Linked DNA regions of Oryctolagus cuniculus: region 2 is linked to region 1. Evidence: chromatin contacts called from public Hi-C data. All regions are on one chromosome and are shown on one strand. Each heading gives the region's core, a stretch centred on a gene start, on an enhancer-like site or on the middle of the called end of the contact. The rest is flanking DNA. Distances are from core to core; before and after follow the strand shown. Region 1 overlaps SH3BGRL (SH3 domain binding glutamate rich protein like). Region 2 holds the start of SH3BGRL (SH3 domain binding glutamate rich protein like).

What was found. A called contact is a pair of places that touch in the nucleus more often than the background predicts.
Region 2: a Hi-C map of psoas muscle shows a contact between it and region 1, with 2.8 times the contacts expected there. The contact joins the promoter of SH3BGRL here to the enhancer-like site in region 1. A contact is called at or near these places in 2 of 6 Hi-C or Micro-C datasets (psoas muscle and an unstated tissue).

The regions. Positions count from the first base shown.
Region 1 is chrX:68,853,096-68,855,795 of mOryCun1.1, reverse strand. The region is part of intron 1 of SH3BGRL (SH3 domain binding glutamate rich protein like); the gene reads left to right. Among named protein-coding and RNA genes, the nearest start is that of SH3BGRL, 57 kb to the left of the region's middle. Within about 2 kb of position 1,270, at least 1 of the 8 cell types and tissues checked has an H3K27ac peak or open chromatin away from gene starts, as enhancers often do.
Region 2 is chrX:68,909,960-68,912,659 of mOryCun1.1, reverse strand. It overlaps SH3BGRL (SH3 domain binding glutamate rich protein like), which reads left to right and starts at 1,294. Exons shown (of 4, transcript XM_008272976.4): 1 at 1,294-1,581. The coding sequence starts at 1,537. HMGN5 (high mobility group nucleosome binding domain 5) reads right to left here and starts at 1,249. Exons shown (of 8, transcript XM_008272973.4): 1 at 1,035-1,249.

The DNA.
Region 1 (2,700 bases), core at 21-2,520:
CCATATGATAATGATAGGAACTCTGTGATCACTGGCAATAAAGATAATATCTTTACTTGCTCTAAATCCAGGGATTTGAGTAGAGAGAGGTAGAGGGAATTATCTTCTCTTCATGGCCATGTACCATCTCTCAGGGTTCTGTTTTGCCCTGGAGTTCAAGTAGAGGGCATGAATCCTCTCAGGACTTATCCTTCAAACCAAATGATGTCACCTCTACGGATATTTTTCCTGGTCACAGTGTGCCTTCTCTGTAATGAGGCAGAGGCAATTCTCATGGGGCATTTGGAAAATCTTTCTTTCCTTCTGTGCACGGGCAGATTGGACTAATTTACTTATTCAGATGCAATACTCTACTTCAGCAGCACTATGCACAGTAGCCTTTCTTGTAGCAAGAAAGGAAAAGAAAAAGGTTGAGTTAATGCAATCCACAGTAGACTGGCTCATATTTGTCACCCAGTTAACACTAATAAAACAGATTGATTGCTTTATTACTTTTCTGTGACTCAAGAACTGATAGGTTGAAGTTGGTCGTTACATCCTCCCCACCTCCCACGTCTGCCTTTTTCTAAGTGAGCTGGAGAATTAAGCTACCATATTTGGTTCGCCTGTGCCTGCCCTGTGACCTCACATCAGCCTGTTTGAAGGTTTGTGTGTTTTTGCTTAGCCTTATATGGGAAGGCTGCCTGGAGACTCTGTCTGACCGGAATGAGACGCCCTGTAGCATTTGCAGGAAGTGTGGCTTTAGGACGCGGTTTGTCTCAGTTTCCTTACTGCCAGAATTTGGTGCATAGAGAAGGGGGTGAGTTGGAGAATATCTTAACTGACTGTAAAATCACCATCATTTTATAGCTTTTAATGGCTCTTGTAACCAAATTACCTTAACACTATTATGACAAAGTTCTCCTAAAGAGGATTGATACCTCTCTAGAAACTAATTGTACTGAGTTGATAACAGTAGTAATTAGGGTAAGGAGGTAGAGGCTGGAATAAATTGGTCTGTTTATTTTGAAATTGGTAGTGCAATATTATTTATAAATATGTAAATTTTAATATGTTGATTACAAGTTTTTTGAAAATGTGAAAAAGAAAAAGACTTAGTGCAACCTTAGTCTGACATTTTTGAGACAGAAGATCCATATATGTTAGGCTAGCAGTTGTCACGAATATTTAGCTTTGGTATTTGTAACAACGTGATTTGGTTAAAGGAAGGCTTTTGCTGTAAAGGTTCTCCCAAAGTTGTCTGAACTGCCTGAAGCTTCCATAATCTTGTTTTCCTCGTAGTGTTCATTTCCTGTAGTCACTAATGGTGACAAGCCACTCTGTTCCCCTGTTGTGGAAGCACTCTGCAATGTTCTTAACTTTGCACTATATTTGTCTACATATGTGAAAATAGTTTCAAATGGAGACACAACTCTTCTGAGGGACAAAATCAGTGTGATTCATGTGCATTATTGCTTCTTCACAATAACTTGGTGTTACCAAATTTTAAAGTTCCAGGAGGCTTTCATTGCTTCTACTGTGTTTTGTTGTTTCATTATCACAGAACCTCAATGTGGAAAAGGAAATAAGGAGTTATTCAGAAAAATGTTTGTATCCTGTGTATAAAACTCTTGAAAAACGTAAAGATTTTTTTTTTGCTCTTCTTTTAGGCCAAGGTTTGGAATTAAGAGTTATATAAAATTATTGTAAACCAACCACATTTAATTAAGTTGACAAGACATTCTAGTTAACATGAGATAATAAATATGGTAGTGTATTATTTTGTTATTCGGTATGCTTAATGTTTAAGCGTGCTTTTTATTCTGACAGAGCCTTGGCAAGTGTGTGATTTGGAACAAGTTCTTTAATCCATATAAGCTATATCTTTTGTCTAAACTTTAGTTTCTTTGTCTCTGGATCTGTAATGAAAATAATAGCAGCTTCTTTATAAGATTATTGTGAGAATTAAATAAGATAAGCATGTAAAGAGCTTAGCATAGTGCCTGACCCATACGAAACACTTAAATAATAATTATTACATTATATTTCATAGTGAAATTAGATGCAGAACAATGCAGAAAGGGAACTGACATGCACAGAATTCTACAGCTCATTGCTAGCATACTCAAGCAGTCTGTGTCCTATTGTTCCCCATATTTGTCCAGCCCTAATCCACCCACTTTCCTGCAATAGAAAGAAGTTAGACTTTGATACAGGGCTGGTTACATTCCATGATTTGTTATCTGTTAGTATGGAATTTATAATCATATAATTATAGTTTATAAGTTCTTTGAGACCATAAGTAATATCTTTGTTTTGTTTTGTTTTCATTTGTTTCAGTGTAAGAATAGTAGTCTTGAGGCCTGTTTTGTACTCAGGAACTACTTTCTTGATTGAAAGATAGCCCCTAACATTACTAGACGGGAGCTGAGCACTGATCTTTTCCTAGCAGTAGAGGATCCTAGAGATGGAATTGGATATTGTTGCTTCATGATGATGTGGAGATTGATAAAACTATATGCATAGTAAAGGAAACAAATATGGATAATAAAGGAAGCAAAATCATCGTCTGGTAAAGTAAAATTTGAAATTAACTTGTATAGCAAAAACACATCAAAAAGTGATATTATTCACAAGAAGTTATTAGCTTTATATAAAATGTCTTACAAAAAAACCATACAAAATATTATAAGGCTACACAGGGAACTATAGTGGCACAGA
Region 2 (2,700 bases), core at 45-2,544, 57 kb before region 1:
GTCAATTAAGACTTATCTTAAATATTTCAGTCCACACAGTCCTTAGTGATACACAAAATTGATGTTTGAGGACACAAAATACAGAATATGTTTTGAGTCCTTTCCCTGTTCCAGGAAGTGTGTTAAAATGATAGCCATGAGTGTGGTCTTTGGAGTTGGTTGGACCCTAATTCAAGTCCTGATTTTGGAAATTACTGGCTATATGACTTTAGAAAATTTATTTTCCTGAGTTTCAGTTTCTTCATCTGTAAGACTAAGGTACTAATACACTCTGAAGGTTGTTGTGTGGACTACATATAAAGGCATACAGTTGGAAGCAATGTTTAAGATGGATCAGAGAAGGAAGAACCTGTGGACAGGGAAGAGTTAGGAAGCTATTGCAATTATTGAGCCTAAGCAAAGATAACAAACCACTAGAACTGAGAGGAAGGGCAAACTTCAAAGGCAAAGTAAACAAGTAGGACAGGTGACCTGACTCACTCTCTCCACTCTGATTCTTTTGCAAATGCTTTTTCTTTGTTCACTTGACACGTTTTGGGAAGTTGAAAATACACCTGGAAGTCTGTGGACCTTTTTTGGAAATTATTAATTGTTTGCTCATTTCCCTAGAGCTACAAAATAACCATCTGCTCTCTCTGTTCCCCATTTAAACATCTGAAACATATGCTCCAAGCTCCCTTCTCAAGTCAGTTAAGAAGCAAAGCGAAACAAAACAAGCAGCATTCACTTTCTTACACAGTATTAGAAATTATTATTTTTTTCCAACTTCCTCCTCAGTCTTGAATTTGCCAATGAGGCCTCTTGCAAATTCCCACAGAAGCAGGGTTCCCTATTTTAACAAAACACAAAACTCAAAAAGAAAACCAATCCTGCCTTTTTTTTGAGCTTCGGGAAACCTGAAACTTTTCTTAAACCCTCTGTGGCATAGCCCAGTACTTCAGTGCCCAGTTCCTGCAACTCGCTAACAGCAGAAATATCACCACGTAACAGGAATCTTAAAATGTGCAAGGCTTTGGGAACAGGGGTTTTCTTACTAGTGTCTCTGTTCAACACAGGGCTTGCTCTTTCAAGGAAGATCTGTCTTCTTATTAGCATACATTTTCTGAGCAGGAAGTCATGCGCAGAACTTTTAGTCTCCGTGGGAAAAGGTGCTTCCTTTTAATCTAATTCAATTCAGTGCTCCCTTGTTCTTTCCTTTTTCTTTCTCCTCCGCCCCCTCTTCTGGAGGAGGGAATAGTCAAAAATAAATGTTTCAACAGATCTCGCGGTGCTATTCGAGATTCCCTCTTAAAAAAAAAAAATTAGAAATGATGCAAACGAGCCTGTGCCTTCCGGAGTTTGGGGCTGGGACTGCAGCGCTCCAAGCCCATTGAAAGCAGCTAAGGCCGGAGGCGGGGCTCTGGCGAGTTTCCCTTCCACCTTCCCCCACCCTCCTCTTCCAACCTCTGTTCGGCCCCTAGCTCGGTTCCAGCCGTTGCTGCAGCTGCTCCGCTGCCGTTTTCGGGACCCAAACAACCACAAGTCGCTGTTTCCAGGATGGTGATCCGTGTATATATTGCATCTTCCTCTGGCTCTACGGCGGTAAGGAGAGTGGGGATCCCACCTTTGTTGTTTTCCTACACACTAGTCCCCCAGAACCGTTAAATTGCAGAAGTTCTTCTGGTAGCTTCTCCTTCCGAAGATACACGCATCCCCCATCCCACCCCCTCCTTCCCTTTCTTCCCTTTGTTGCATCGATTTCATTTTCCCATGAAGTTTAGCTTTGTTTGCCTTAACGACGTTGGCACCACATTTCTCCTTTAAAGGGAAAAGAAAGCTACAGAATTGTGGTCAATGGGTGATGGTGGTGGTAGGCGCTTGATGGTTAGGTGAAGAATTTAGGTAAAACACACACACACACACACACACACATTGGTGAGTTTCTAGAGAGAGATATTTGACTAATGTGCTCTGAGTGCTGAGGCAAAGGGAAGGAGTGCACTTCTGCAAAGGATGGGGGCACACATGCTATACCCGATGGGGATTGGGTGGAGACCTCCTGAAGCTCGGTGATTATTTCGAAAGACTGGGGACCCCCCCCCCCCGCAGTAGAGTTATTTTGGGAGTGTGTAGGAGTGCTTAACTTCGACTTTAAGGCCTGTTAGAACTAGATAAAATGTGAAAGGATGTTGGGAACCGTGATGCAATGTTGTTTTTTAAAAACTTAATTTGAAAGACTCGATTTCCACATCCCTCCTATTTTCCCTTATTTGACTTTTTATTTTTCGTTCAACACATTTGATTTCGAGAATTTCTCCGCTACGTTGAGAACTGAGAAGGGAACTAACAAGTGGCTTCTTGTGTGCAGCGGCAGCCTAAGTTGCTGCTGCTTCAAATGAAAGGATGTTCTCTCCCTGGCCCTCATTTGCTCTTCATTTAGAGTAACAATTTTCCAGCAGCTCTGAGAACAGAATGAAGGTTTTCTAGGGTGAAAGCTGAGAGTGCATCCAGGATCTGTTCTTCACAACTCAAAAGAAAGGCCAGCAGTGGCAGCAGCCCTTGTGTGCATTCAGGATGTGGTGCCTGAACCCTCCCCCTTCTTCTAAAGCTGCAGAGTAGCAGCTATTCCAGGTGGTTGCTTAGCGTTTTTGGCTTTTGGTTTGTTTATATTTGCACCTAGGAAGATTGGGTGTGGAAGTGAAGGTTATGTGAAATCACAAG